Linked DNA regions of Mus musculus: all the other regions are linked to region 1. A link is a contact called in public ChIA-PET, Hi-C and HiChIP or PLAC-seq data. All regions are on one chromosome and are shown on one strand. The core of a region is the stretch at or near the end of the contact, and the rest is flanking DNA. Distances in the headings are between cores, read along the strand shown.

Region 1 (2,559 bases), core at 38-2,537:
AAAGCAACTAATCCCCCGCCCCTCGGTTAAGTTCCCTTCCCTCTGACTCAGCGGAGAACGCGAACTGAATTTCCCACTTTCTGTTTGGTTGTCTGTGTGGTTCTGCAATGAAACCCAGACATCCTAGGCAGAGTTCTACCAGTGTTCTAAATCTCCTGCACCCCACGTCTCCTGCACCCCATGTCTTCTGCGCATGTGTCTCCTTGCACGGCCACCATGCTATTTATGATTGATCTCCCCAGCCCAGAGACAGCTCGATGCCTGTTTGTTGCTTAGAAAGAACATGGAAAGGAGCACACAGAAATAAGCAAAGTCAGGCATGCTAACTGTGGTGCTTGGCAGGGAGAGCCTCTGCCCTCCATTAAAAAACAATACATCTTGAAGAACTCACTAACAAACTACAGCAGATTACTGAGGCCTTCTCCATAGCCAGGCTTGTTTGCTGAGCTACAGACCCTTGCCTCAAAAAAGATAGGCTCTGAGGATAAGACCCAAGACTCTGGCACGCATCTGCAGAAGAACACATATGTGCAGTCACACAATACATACATGCATACAAACATAGACACACATGGATGAACACATGCAGATAATTCCTTAGAAGTTATAATATTCGGGGCTGGAAAGATAGTTCGCAGGTTAAGAGCACTGGCTGCTCTTCCAGAGGACCCAGGTTCAAATCCAAGCCCCCACATAGCAGCGATCACCTGTAATTCCCTGGGACTGGAGTTACAGATGGTTGTGACCACCATGTGGGTGCTGGAAACTGGACCTGATCCTCTGGAAAAGCAGTTTGTGCTCTCTACCACTGACTCATTCCTCTCTAGAGCCTGTAGGATAACTTCCAGCATGCTTAAGACCGATAAGGTTCCCAGAGCCAGAAATCCTTGGGTTTAACTGCAAAGAAGACATACTTCCTGCCCACAATGTTTAGAGATCTACACCAACCCTGAGAGTTCTCCCCTTCTCCCAAGAGTCCTTCCACACAAGTGGCCAAACAACAGCCCAGCCCCAGGTCCAAGCAGAGGACTGCAGCTCTGGAGCCCACTCCAAGGATCCTGGCAGCTGTGGGCCAACCCTGTGCTCTGGGCAGGAAACCAATAACTCCCAGGAAGTGCCAGGCACTGCTTCCTGTGCCACAGTGGCAGACGGGAACTTTCTGTGAAAACACACAAGGCCAACAAGGAAAAGCCCCTTGCAAAACAACGCTGTATTTTTCAGGTCCTGCCCTGGGCTCAGGCCGTGGTCCCAGCTCTCTCAGTGCAGGCTGACTCATCAACCTCCGTAGCAGGCCTTCCAACACGGCCCGCCCCTGAAGCTGTGGGCCCCAGATACACAAGTGGAGACAGGAGGCTTCCTTTGCTGAGAAATTCCCTTTCCCAAAAGGTAGCAGTCTCCACCCACCCACCACAGCACCTACGGTTAATCTTGTGTTTGTCAATCATGGGCACCCTGCGTGGCCGGGAAAGAAGGAAGGAAACACAGCTTAGGTTATTCTTTAACCTAAAGGTCTGGTGGGCAATGGCTGTCACAGATCACACTCAAAGTGGGCAACTGTGGGGACAGGAAAGGACGGAGATGGCACAGCACAGCTGTTTAGCAGTGGCATCATAAGCTCCCGCATCACGTGGGTCAGCTCTGTGTGCAGTCGCAAGAACTGAGTTGAGGAGGTTTCTATATCCAAACTTCTCCTCCTCCTCCTCCTCCTCCTCCTCCTTCTTCTTCTTCTTCTTCTTTTTTTTTTTTTTTGTTTTGTTTTGTTTTGTTTTGTTTTTTCAAGACAGGGTTTCTCTATGTAGCCCTGGCTGTCCTGGAACTCACTCTGTAGACCAGGCTGGCCTCGAACTCAGAAATCCACCTGCCTCTGCCTCCCTAGTGCTGGGATTAAAGGCGTGCGCCACCACTGCCCGGCGTGCCGTTACTTCTCACAGCCCTAAGTTGGGAAGTGGCCAAGTACCCCTTGACAAAAAAGGATGGTCACCAGGGGGTAAGGGCATGCAAAGAGGAAGTACTGTTTAATGAACAGAGTTTCCGTTTTTTACAAGAAAAAGAGTTCTAGAGATTGATTGCACAGCACTGTCTAGCCAACGCTAACATGTATGCTTTGCCTTCTCACTGTTTGTTTCTCTGAGCCAGAGTCTCTGTATTCCGAACTCCACTGCTATACATCTGAGGATGGCCTTGGGCGCCCAATCCTCTTGCCTCCACCACCCAAATGCCGGCATTACAAAAGTGGACCACCATGGTTGACCCTTGGAAAAAATATATATTTGTACCTACATATATTTGATATTGGGAATTAAACCTAAGGTCTTACTAAGAACGACTCTATCGTTAAATATACAATCTACTGTGTGTGTGTGTGTGTGTGTGTGTGTGTGTGTGTGTGTGTGTGTGGTGTGTGTGTGTGTGTGTGTGTGGTGTGATGTGTGTGTGTGTGTGTGATGTGTGTGTGTGTGATGTGTGTATGTGTGTGTGTGTGTGTGGTGTGATGTGTGTGTGTGTGTGTGATGTGTGTGTGTGTGATGTGTGTGTGTATGTGTGTATGTGTGTGTGTGT
Region 2 (2,559 bases), core at 31-2,530, 440 kb before region 1:
TCAGCCCAGTTCCCATGGCACGTGTCTAGAACTTTCAGTTAGATTGTCATTATTATTTCCAGGAGGTGGGTATTTTTTCAGGGAAATCGAGATAAGGAACACACACACACATTCACACTTACACACACACACACACACACACACACACCCTCCCGTTGCCCAGCCTCTGACCATACCAGAACCAGAGACATTTGAGCTTAAACATTTCTGGCATCTCTGAGCTCTAGCCAGGGTAGGCCTGACATTTCCTGCTTTTAGCCAAGAAAGAAACTGGTTACTTTTCTTTGGGGTCTTTTTTACCCTAAACTTCCTAACCAGTTTCTACCTCCTTTATCATCTTCCATGCATCCTAATCCATGGCCACACCCACCCTTGCTCCACCCACCTCTCCTGGCCCCACCCGCCAAAGTCTACAAACTCTCCAGCATCCTAAACTCTACCCCTGCTGACCGCAACCAACCAAATGTACCAGCCTCTCCCTTCTCCTTGTCTACAGCAGGGACTTTCATGACATTACATGATAAAATGGAACAAAAAGTTTAATCAGGGATGGAGACATGATTAGAGGTTAAGAGCAGTTGCAGAGGGCCAAGATTGGATCCCAGCTTCTTGGAATCCCAGTTGCTTACAATTGGCTGTAACTCCAGTTCCAGGGACCAACGCCCTCTTCTGGTCTCCTTGAGCACTGCATACACATGATAAGAATAGGCATGCAGGCAAAACACTCACACACATAAAATAGAAACAAATAAAAGAAGTTTCATCAAACCACTGACTCCATACCAGTTTTTGCCTTTTGTTTTAATGCTAGAGAAAGCTGCTCAATTGGTTCACCATCTGTGGAGTCACACTCCCTCCCACTTAAAGCACCCTGACCAGTAGCATTTCTGGAAAGTTGGCTTCTAACAGCCTTGTGTCCAATTAAGACCATTAGCTAGGCTAAAATTCTGGACACACCTGGGCTTCAGTCACCCACCAGCTCTGTGTTTGATGAGGGTCTCCAGCTGTGGCCCAGCTGTGTGGAACATACATCTCTTCATTGAATGATTCAGGTGACCTTTCGCTGCTTTTCAGGTCCTAAGACCTCGTGATTCCTGAATGACATTTTAGGAGTCCAACGGCGAATGCCTAGGTGGAATCGCTCACCCTGCCTCCTCTGTGGTTGGTCACCTTTCTATGAAGATATCTGTGTTCCTAATGAGTACCAAAGAAAAGGGAACTTAGCATGCAGCAGGTCAGGCTGCTGGACAAGAGACTTGTAGATTTATCATAATTACAAAACTTAATGATGCTTCCCCCTCCAGTTTGTCCTGGGCCGCAGAAGTTAAGGGCTTCTCTAGTTTGGGGTTATTGAATCAGAGGCTGAGGGAAAAGAATGAGAAAACGAGTTAGCGCGGCAGACCCTGGACTCCAGGCTCTGGCGTGTCAGCACAGGCGGGGAGGGTCTGTAGCCACAGTCACTTGTGGATGCTGGGACCACTGAAAACTTGTGGTCACTCCAATGCTGCAGAGAAAGCTTTCACACTGAGTCCATAGGAAGAGGAGGCTCCAGGGAGCCTACTCACGGGCAGAGGGAGCGGCACTGAAGACAAACAGAGGCAGGCTCTTTCCAGAAAGGAGCATATCGTTCGCGCCTCAGGTCTGGGGTGACAGAACGAAGATGTGACTGAGGGTCAGCCTCATGAAAGGCTTCGTAAGCCAAAGCAGTTTCAGCTCATCCTGTAGAATGTCAAGGGAAGAAAAGTCTGTGGAAGGGAGGGGGGCTTGGCCGACAGAAGCCATGACTGTGCCCGCTTGTGGGCAGAAGTCTGAGAGAAAGATCAGTGAGGCAGCTCAGGAAGTCGACACATCAGGTGACAAGCCTGAAGATTCAAGCTCAACCCCACATGGCAGACAGAAAGAATCGGATCCTGCAAGCTGCCCTCTGACCTCCACGAATGTGTCACGGCAAACATGTGCACACACACACACCAAATAAACACAATCCTAACAAAAATTGTAAGTCCAAGAGGCCCCAGGTTTCAGGCTAAGTAGGTGGCTGGAAGTGAGACCACATGGAAACTGAGAACCCTGGAGGACAAATAGGCTAAGCCAGGAAGGACAATGAGCTCCATTAGGGAGATGCTGGGGTTTTCCATTTATTTCTTTCTTTCTCTCTCTCTTTCTTTCTTCCTTCCTTCCTTCCTTCCTTTCTCTCTCTCTCTTTCTTTCTCGCTCTCTTTCTTCTTTCTTTCTTTCTTTCTTTCTTTCTTTCTTTCTTTCTTTCTTTCTTCTTTCTTTTTTGAGACAAGGTCTTTATTTGTAATCCTGGCTGTCTTGGAACTCACTATCCAGTCCAGGCTGGCCTTGAACTCACAGAGATCATCTGTCTGCCTCTGCCTCCAACCACTGAAAGTAATGGTGAATGCCACCACACCTGGCAAAGAAGCTAGGTTTAAGGAGTAAGGAAGTGTCCCAGAAAGAGGTTTCCCCTTAGCAAAAGCTAGCCTTGTGGTCTAAGCAAGGCTAGTAATGTGAGGGTTCTCAGCTTTAGGAGACAGATGAAATCATCTCTCCCGT
Region 3 (2,559 bases), core at 38-2,537, 360 kb after region 1:
TACCTCCCAAGTGCTGGGAATACAAGCATGGACCACCACACCCCACACCATTTCCTAGGTGTTTTGTGTATGGGGGGGGGGTCTCCTTTTTACATGCATGCACATCGCTGGCCTAATGGTGCACACGCAGAGTTATCATGTGACTTAGAATGGTTTTATTCACTTACTTATTTTACCCGCTGCTACTGTGGTAAGCAGTAAGTGCCTGAGGGTCAGGGGGTCAGAGTCTAGATGAATAGGAACCAAACTCAAAGCAAGGCTCGACTAAATTCTTCCGTCTCAGCACTCATGCCTTGGTCAGCACTCATGCCTTGGTCAGCACTCATGCCTTGGTCAGCACTCATGCCTTGGTCAGCACTCATGCCTTGGTCAGCTGGTTAACCCTGAGATCCCTTTGGAAGGAGAGGGCTTGCCTTTCCAGGGATCCCAGAGAGAGCCTCCGTCAGCACTGGCACACGGTAAGCACGCCATAAGTACCAGCCGATCCTTTTTTTTTTTTTTTTTTTTTTTTTTTTTAATGTATACTCCATGTCAGGAAGCATTCTCAGATAAGATTTTTTTTTATTTTCTTAATTATTGTCATATGTGTTTGAGTGTTTTGAGTGAATGTATGAAAAGGGTAGTCCATATATGTGGGTGGTGTCTGGTACTCCCCAGACAGATCCTCAGGAGCTGGACAGACAGTGGTCAGTCACCACATAGGTGCTGAGGACAAAAATCAGAGTTCCCTGGAAGAGCACCAATGCTCTTAACTCCAGAGCCGTTATTCCAGTCCTGCGGTCATCATTTATAGTGACTTCCTAGTGCTGTGCTGTTTTATATACTTCAACTTATTCAATGTCACTGCATATTTTGTTTATCTTAGTAGAGCAGTGATTTTTGGGTACCTGAAGTTCTGCCCCAGTTTTAAGTATTTCCACCCCAGACTTGTGTTATCGGAGTTAAAGGGTATCATAATTTTTAAGAGGCCGCTAAAGCATATGCTAAGTTGCTTCAACAGAAGAGATTTTAAGATCAGGGCTCAAGCTTGGTTTTCAAACTGCAGCAGCAGGAACAACCCTTTCCTACCTCCCTTTTAAAGTTGTCGCGCTGGAAGGCATACACTTCAGATTCCTGAACTTTTGAGACGGTCCCTTGCTTGTGAAAGGGACCAGAGTATAGAAAGGGGAGGAGGAAGAGGAGGAGAAGGAGGAGGGAAGAGCAGGTTTGAATGTCATAAACGCCCTGTCTGACTGTCTTAGTAATTGTATCACGGCTGACAGATGCAGCAGCGGTCACGTGGCACGAGCATGACCTCATAGCTCCGGGCCTGTGCCAAGGCCCAGCAGCTGTGGGAGGAGGGGAGGCAAGGTCGGCTGCATCACCCCAAGTTGGCAAGTTACTTAAAGGAGGCTTGAGGGCCTGGGAACTCTTCTTGGTCCCCGGAGTGCAGAGGAAGGAGATGCTCCGACTTTTTCCTGATGGTCCGGAAACGATATTTCGCTGCTTCATTAGTAACTATTTGCTGCGTGCAGCTGGATGCCCAGCTCCGACTGCATGCCAAGCTCTGTGCCAGGCGATCTGCCCATTTCCTTTCCCTGCGCTCTGATTAGCCACATCTTATTGCCCAGGAAATAGGATTGGAAACAGAATGAGAAAACTTTAGGTTCAAGCCAAGAAGTGAGGACAGGACTGGCAGCTTCAGGCGCCCCCCTCCTTCCCCCTCCCACCCCCCCCCTGCTTTTGAGGTTGGGACCCTTGGGATGCGGGAAACTTCCTGAAAGAAAGGGGAGAGGCAAGATGGGACAGGAAAGCACAGCAGACAGAACTTACCTAGATCTGTAAGGCAGAGAAGGGCATTTTTGAGAGAACCATCAAGATAAGTAGATCAAAAGGACAGAATTCATAGAGTGAAGGAGCGCTCTCTTCCCACCTAACCAGCTATGACAGTTCCACTTCCCTGTAGAATGCCTGCGAAAGACTGGCAAAGACCCAGGAAACATTTACAACCCTAGGTTTTGCATGCACTCTAGACAGCTTCCTAGTACATGAAAATGCCAATTCCATCACAGGCAATCATGCCTGTGAATGTTCCAACCCCTGGATGCCTGTGTACACACACACATAAATAAATACACATACACACACACACACAAATGTGCACACACACACATGCACACACAAACCACAAGCACACACATATACACACATAACACACGTGCATACACACATACACACACAAACGCATGTGCACACACACACATTTTTCTTAGACTTCTTAAGGAACAAATCCATGCAGCTTCTTGTACATTTTTAGGCTTAAGCATTCAAATATTTTCCCTCAGTTTAAATCCTTACATGGGATACACTTTCTGGTATATTGCAAATATTGACATTTTAAAGTAAAATGGTTACAGTACTCTGAAACATGTTTCCAAATGCAACACCGCAGTGGTTGGCTACCCACTGCCATCCCTTTTAAAAATACATGAAGACGTTGGAACCATTTCATCTCTCTCTCTCTCTCCCCGGCGTCACACATTTCTACTCCATTTCTCGGTTTAGCCCACACTTTTATGA
Region 4 (2,559 bases), core at 41-2,540, 310 kb before region 1:
TTATTTTAAAAGACTGTATTTGGGAAGAGCCTATTAGCAGGTCCACATCTTCTATATACATTTCATGTTGTGTTTCTCAACTGTGCAAAAGTGAGTTCTGTCCTGGAGTGGATGGTCAGAGGCACAGGAGTCTGGAAACCCTCTGCGCATGCCAAGAATGGAGAGCCTTCTTTGTCCTCACCCAGGAGAGAGCACAAATCCATTATCAACGAAACACTCTGGGGAAAACTCGAACTTTCCTGGTAGGTGCTTTTCTCTAGATGACACACAATGCTGCTCTCTCAGTGCCGAGGACTCTGGCCAGACATTGCTTAGTGAGACATCGCCCCCGCAGCGAAGTGGCACGATACTCTCCCCCCAGATGGAATGAATCATTCTCTTGATTTTGAACCCTCGCAGCCTGTTACTCACACAGTGGCTAATTTCTGACCTATTACACCTTGCACAGGTGAATCTTCATAGAAACGGTCCCTCCCGGGCAGGGAAGAGGGCTGACTCATCCGTCTTCCCCAGGCCGGCAAGACAAGCCCTGCTCGCTCGCGTACGCGCGTGGCTGCTGCTCAGCTACCCCTCACCGAATCAATTACTTTTAAAATTCAGTCTCTTAGGGATTAAGTTACTGAGGTCTGTGAGGAAACCTGTCCAACCAGTTGCACCTTGTATACTTTTTCCTTGGTCAGCGCCTGAGCTGATGTTTCCTCAACACGGCTGCCAGCCCCTCACGTCACGTGACCATGGCGCATCTTTAACCCGGTAAAGACTGGGAACATCTGGGGAAAAGGACGATTTAAGCACTATTTTATCTGTGTATTTTATATTTTATTAGTATGTGTTAATTATAATGACGATTGCGTTATGACTTTTTTTTATAGATACATAAAATGTATTTTGATTATATTCACTCTCAGTCGAGCTCTCTTCTCGCCCTCCTGTAGTAGCTGGTCCTTTTTCTGGTTCTGGCTAATTGCTGTGGTGTAGAGCACGCGCTTGTGTATGTGCGTGTCCCAATGCTCTGTGAGGCTCAGTGAGTTCCATCAGGGTCACTCACAGGAACATGGATGGTGGGTTATTTACCTGAGCGTGGGCCACCTTATGGCTACCCCACGAAAGAAAATCCCTCTTCCAGCAACCTATAGCTCCTCAGGGTGGGTGGAGGCGTCCCGAGCTCCTCCCTGCCCCACCCCAGGATGCGGACAGGCTGTGTCCTATGGCCACCTGGAAGGCCAACCTCTACAACAGTCCACCTTGTGATTCAGCGTGCGTGTTCTTTCGGTTTGTTCTTTATATTGTTACCTTGGAGGGATTACACAGACATCCTGTTTGTGGTCTGTGCAGTTACAGCTACCTACTGCAAATAGAGGCTGGTTTTGCTTTTTGTTTTTGTAGATCTGGATGGCCTTGGACTTAACAGAGATCCACCTGCCTCTGCCCTCATGCCCATTTAGGAGTGCTGGGATTAAAGGTTTGCGCCACCACACATGGAAACAAAGAAAAGGTTTCTTTGAGCAAAGCTAAAGGTAGCACTGGCTGGAGATACAGTTTAGCAGTTCAAAGTGCTTACTGCACTTGCAAAGGACCCAGGTTTGGTTCCCAACACCCGTCTCAGGTGACTCACATCCACCCATAGCTGCGGTTCCTGGGGATCTGATGGGCTTCTGACCTCTCTTATGTTATACACATTCGTTGCACATAAACTCAAGCAGACACACACACACACACACACACACACACACACACACAACTCAGTAAGTAAATACAGCTTTTAGAAAAGCTGACAGTAGGACCAACCCATGGAGACAGACATTTTCTGAAAGGTGCTTTGACATCATGCCCATTTAGGAAAACACGTGAAGGGTATGACCCCACAGCCATGGGCTTCGGACCCGGTTTACAATACCAGATCTGAATTCCCTCTGTGGAGTTGGCTTCTCCAATAAACAGACTTGCTGCCCTTGCACCAATGAGCAGATTTTGCCTGGCCAGGCCTAGTATAAAATGGATACTGCTGACTGTGCACCACTGAATATGATATAGGAAAAGGCACTCACGACAAGCCTGGATAGTTGCCGGGCAGTGGTGGTGCAAGCCTTTAATCCCAGCACTTGGGAGGCAGAGGCAGGCGGATTTCTGAGTTCGAGGCCAGCCTGGTCTACAGAGTGAGTTCCAGGACAGCCAGGGATACACAGAGAAACCCTGTCTTGAAAAACCAAAAAAAAAAAAAAAAAAAAAGGGAATTTACTCTCTTATGGTTGAGAAGGCCGGATGCCCTAAACCAAGGCACTGACAGGCCTCTCTTTTCAAGGCCCTAAAGAGACTTCATGCCCTTTTCTTGGCTTGTAGGTCATCATTATATGACACTTTCCCTATATATCCAAACTACCTCCCATTTTTTAAAAAAATGATTTTATTTTATACATATTGGTATTCTGCCTGCATACATGTTTGTGTAAGGGTGTTGAGCACCCTGGAACTGGAATTTCAGACAGTTGTGAGCTGTCATGTAGGTGTTGGGAACTGAACCCAGGTCCTCTGGGAGAGCCAACACTCTTAGCTATTGAG
Region 5 (2,559 bases), core at 29-2,528, 260 kb after region 1:
TAAAAAAAGAAACCCAGATTCTGAACGCAAACATACTCTTACAGAGGAACCTGTGCCAAGTTTGCCCCATCTGTTTTGCAGGGGTCTATGACTAAACCTTCTGATGGACCCCAGATCTCAGTATCTGTCTTGGCTCCATTTCAATAGGTACATCAAATAGCCAGTCTGACCTGCTGCTAGGGAGACCAGTTGTCTAGTCCATCTGGGGCCAATCATTCAAAAGTCCTGTGTTAACAGGAAACGCCTCAACCCTACATTCTTCACAGAGATGCTTTGGTGCTCACTGCGCAGCACATTTTGCATTTTCCTAGGGGTTTCCAGAGAAAGCATGTCTTTCCTCCAAATGGTCCCCCATATCATTTTAATTTTGGAATCATCTACAACACATCTCCAATCACAGGAGCATAGAGAGCAGAACGAAAGATACTCTCTGTCCTGGAGTGGGGCAGATCTCTGAGGTTCACTCTCTAGTCATGCAGAGTTGAGCGACTAGCCAGTTCTCCTCGCTCCCATGTGGCCCACTGCACTATCAGTGCCCCTTCACATCTTCATTCTCCCCAGGCACCTTTGAAGGTCTTCTTTCTACAGTATCATACAGAATAAAAAGAACTGGGTTTGGCCGTGGTGGGTGACGGGGGAACAGCTTGTATAGAGGAAAGAGTGAGGACTTTGCTGGGAGAAAGATCTGCCGTTGAGTCTCGTCTCTCATGGGTCATTTTTTGGACCGTGGGTGAGTTTGTTGGCAAGATGATAATACTATGAAAAATCAGCAGTGCTTCGTGGGACTCGACTTGCATGGAGAGGGTGCAGTCAGCATGCAATGGAGGACACGAGAGGCCCAGTTCTAGACTGGGCACCTGAGCTCAGTGGGGTTGCTATGTCTGTCTGTCCAGGGAGATGCTGCTGAGTGACTGCTCCATGCCTAAGGTGGCCACAATCTGCTCTTCTTTCAATGTCACTTCCCCAGGCAAGCTTTACCTTAGACTCATGGGACCCCGCACTCTTTATGTTTCTTTTTACAAAATGAATTTATATTTGTCGATTGTTTATGTTCAGTCTTCCCTACTTGATGACAAACTTTCTAAAGGCAAGGCCATGTCTATCTTGTTCACTGCTGTAGCTTCAGTAACAAAAACAGGGACTGGTACCCCTCAGGTATTTACAAATGTCTGTTGAACAACACTAATCAAATGACCACCCATGGGTACATGGAGAAGATGGTGTGCGCCTCAGACGTAGTCAGCCACTAGGTGGCGCGAATGCTTCTTTCACAAGCTATCCCGCAGGCTCAGATGTAGTCTGCCACTAGATGGCGCGATGATTCTCACGCGCGCTATCCCGCAGGCTTTTTCAGACCGGAGGCAAAGGTTCAATTTTCAATTCTGCTTGGAAGGGATTCTGCTGAGTTTATAACATCTGTCTTCACTGAGCGCCATGCTAGGCAATTTACAATGTGTACTGTAGCTCTCACAGCTGCCACGGGAGAAGTTTGCCCGCTTTACAAGGGAGGAAAGTCATTTCAAGCAACTTGAAGTAACTTTTCTTAAAATACACAACCCACAGCAGGAAAATAACACTCCGGACCTGAATCTGTTGTCTTCTATATCTGAGTTCTTTCTAGCATATTCTAGTGCTTCTATTACAGTGTCTCATAAGCCAGTAATATACTTCCTTCTATTAAAAAATATTCTCACAAGAGATTGGTGTTTTATCAGAGACCCAGTTAGAAGTCTCTGCACGGCCCTTGGTTTCTAAAGTCAACTTAGAGAAGAGGGGAGTCAAGTCAGAATAGACTCAGTATTTCTTGGGCAAGACCTTTCGTTCTTGAGCTTGTGAGTGACCTAAGCATAGTTGGTGAAAGGAGAATATAACCCTCTGTATTAACCAATCATGAGTAGCTACTAACTTCATTCATGAACATCTAGCTACTAAGTTCATTCATTCAGCAACTAAGGTGACAACTGGTCTGGCAGACATGAAGATACACTAAAGAGATACTGTGTCTCTCAATCTGTCAGACATCTGAAACAAGGGATCCCAAAGAAATGGGAACTTGCCTAGGAATCTCATGGTGGGAGAAGGAAGGGCAGCTACCAAAAGGGGAACTTTTCTCCTGGAAAGAGACACAGTGCGGGATGAAACTAATGATGGACCAGTGGTGGACAGGACCACATCCTGACTGAGACTGCTTAGATGTGCACATCCTTGGCCTCTATTTACATTTTGACCTTATGTCATGCCCCCAGAGACAGACTCGAAGGGTTTGATGGATCTCTTTGTTCCTCTTCCCAATGTGGCCACATGGAATCTCTCCCTTTTTTCTGCTTTCCACTTAATAATTTAGCTGTTTTAATTGCTCATTGAGGACCTGACTCGGGCCACAAGGCATAACGCCCAAATTCTATAACGAGTCCACGCACGGAGCTGAGCAAACAGATGGGTTTACAATGTGGTCAGTGATAATGAAATGTGTGCAGGAAAGACATATATATACACACAATGGTACCTCAGTGCCAGGCAGATGCTACACACCACAAGAGCACCATGAATCTAGAAGGC

What was found. A called contact is a pair of places that touch in the nucleus more often than the background predicts. ChIA-PET counts read pairs in DNA pulled down with a chosen protein or histone mark. HiChIP or PLAC-seq counts read pairs in DNA pulled down with a chosen protein or histone mark.
Region 2: a FOXA1 HiChIP or PLAC-seq map of pancreatic cancer cells shows a contact between it and region 1. The contact joins two enhancer-like sites. A contact is called at or near these places in 1 of 484 Hi-C or Micro-C datasets (embryonic stem cells), 1 of 115 datasets of contacts at active chromatin or transcription factors (pancreatic cancer cells) and 1 of 9 other capture datasets (embryonic stem cells).
Region 3: an RNA polymerase II ChIA-PET map of memory CD8 T cells shows a contact between it and region 1, with 9 read pairs. The contact joins two enhancer-like sites. A contact is called at or near these places in 4 of 39 promoter capture datasets (the HPC-7 cell line, embryonic stem cells, hippocampal neurons and 1 more) and 1 of 115 datasets of contacts at active chromatin or transcription factors (memory CD8 T cells).
Region 4: an RNA polymerase II ChIA-PET map of memory CD8 T cells shows a contact between it and region 1, with 52 read pairs. The contact joins two enhancer-like sites. A contact is called at or near these places in 1 of 484 Hi-C or Micro-C datasets (uterus), 16 of 115 datasets of contacts at active chromatin or transcription factors (bone marrow-derived macrophages, embryonic basal ganglia, embryonic forebrain and 11 more) and 3 of 9 other capture datasets (adipose tissue, embryonic stem cells and liver).
Region 5: a Hi-C map of bone marrow-derived macrophages shows a contact between it and region 1, with 24 read pairs. The contact joins two enhancer-like sites. A contact is called at or near these places in 6 of 39 promoter capture datasets (the 3T3-L1 cell line, the HPC-7 cell line, embryonic stem cells and 3 more), 2 of 15 datasets of contacts at CTCF or cohesin (the NIH/3T3 cell line and pro-B cells), 14 of 484 Hi-C or Micro-C datasets (B cells, ECoMG myeloid progenitors, the HL-1 cell line and 10 more), 5 of 115 datasets of contacts at active chromatin or transcription factors (the HPC-7 cell line, embryonic fibroblasts, fibro-adipogenic progenitors and 2 more) and 1 of 9 other capture datasets (adipose tissue).

The regions. Positions count from the first base shown.
Region 1 is chr17:87,301,214-87,303,772 of GRCm38.p6, reverse strand. All of the region lies in intron 3 of Ttc7 (tetratricopeptide repeat domain 7), which reads right to left. Gm52284 (a long non-coding RNA gene) reads left to right here. Exons shown (of 3, transcript XR_003952233.1): 2 at 1,222-1,386; 3 at 2,137-2,392. Among named protein-coding and RNA genes, the nearest start is that of Gm52284, 4.5 kb to the left of the region's middle. Within about 2 kb of position 1,287, at least 136 of the 459 cell types and tissues checked have an H3K27ac peak or open chromatin away from gene starts, as enhancers often do. A contact at or near this core is called in bone marrow-derived macrophages, memory CD8 T cells, pancreatic cancer cells and 1 more, where this site is marked.
Region 2 is chr17:87,738,127-87,740,685 of GRCm38.p6, reverse strand. No RefSeq gene overlaps it. Among named protein-coding and RNA genes, the nearest start is that of Kcnk12, 59 kb to the left of the region's middle. Within about 2 kb of position 1,280, at least 14 of the 459 cell types and tissues checked have an H3K27ac peak or open chromatin away from gene starts, as enhancers often do. A contact at or near this core is called in pancreatic cancer cells, where this site is marked.
Region 3 is chr17:86,936,674-86,939,232 of GRCm38.p6, reverse strand. No RefSeq gene overlaps it. Among named protein-coding and RNA genes, the nearest start is that of Atp6v1e2, 9.9 kb to the left of the region's middle. Within about 2 kb of position 1,287, at least 213 of the 459 cell types and tissues checked have an H3K27ac peak or open chromatin away from gene starts, as enhancers often do. A contact at or near this core is called in memory CD8 T cells, where this site is marked.
Region 4 is chr17:87,607,777-87,610,335 of GRCm38.p6, reverse strand. The region is part of intron 2 of Gm46609 (predicted gene, 46609); the gene reads left to right. Among named protein-coding and RNA genes, the nearest start is that of Gm46609, 4.5 kb to the left of the region's middle. Within about 2 kb of position 1,290, at least 84 of the 459 cell types and tissues checked have an H3K27ac peak or open chromatin away from gene starts, as enhancers often do. A contact at or near this core is called in memory CD8 T cells, pancreatic cancer cells and uterus, where this site is marked.
Region 5 is chr17:87,043,325-87,045,883 of GRCm38.p6, reverse strand. Gm30421 (a long non-coding RNA gene) reads left to right here. Exons shown (of 3, transcript XR_877089.2): 3 at 1-2,559. Among named protein-coding and RNA genes, the nearest start is that of Gm30421, 6.3 kb to the left of the region's middle. Within about 2 kb of position 1,278, at least 10 of the 459 cell types and tissues checked have an H3K27ac peak or open chromatin away from gene starts, as enhancers often do. A contact at or near this core is called in bone marrow-derived macrophages, where this site is marked.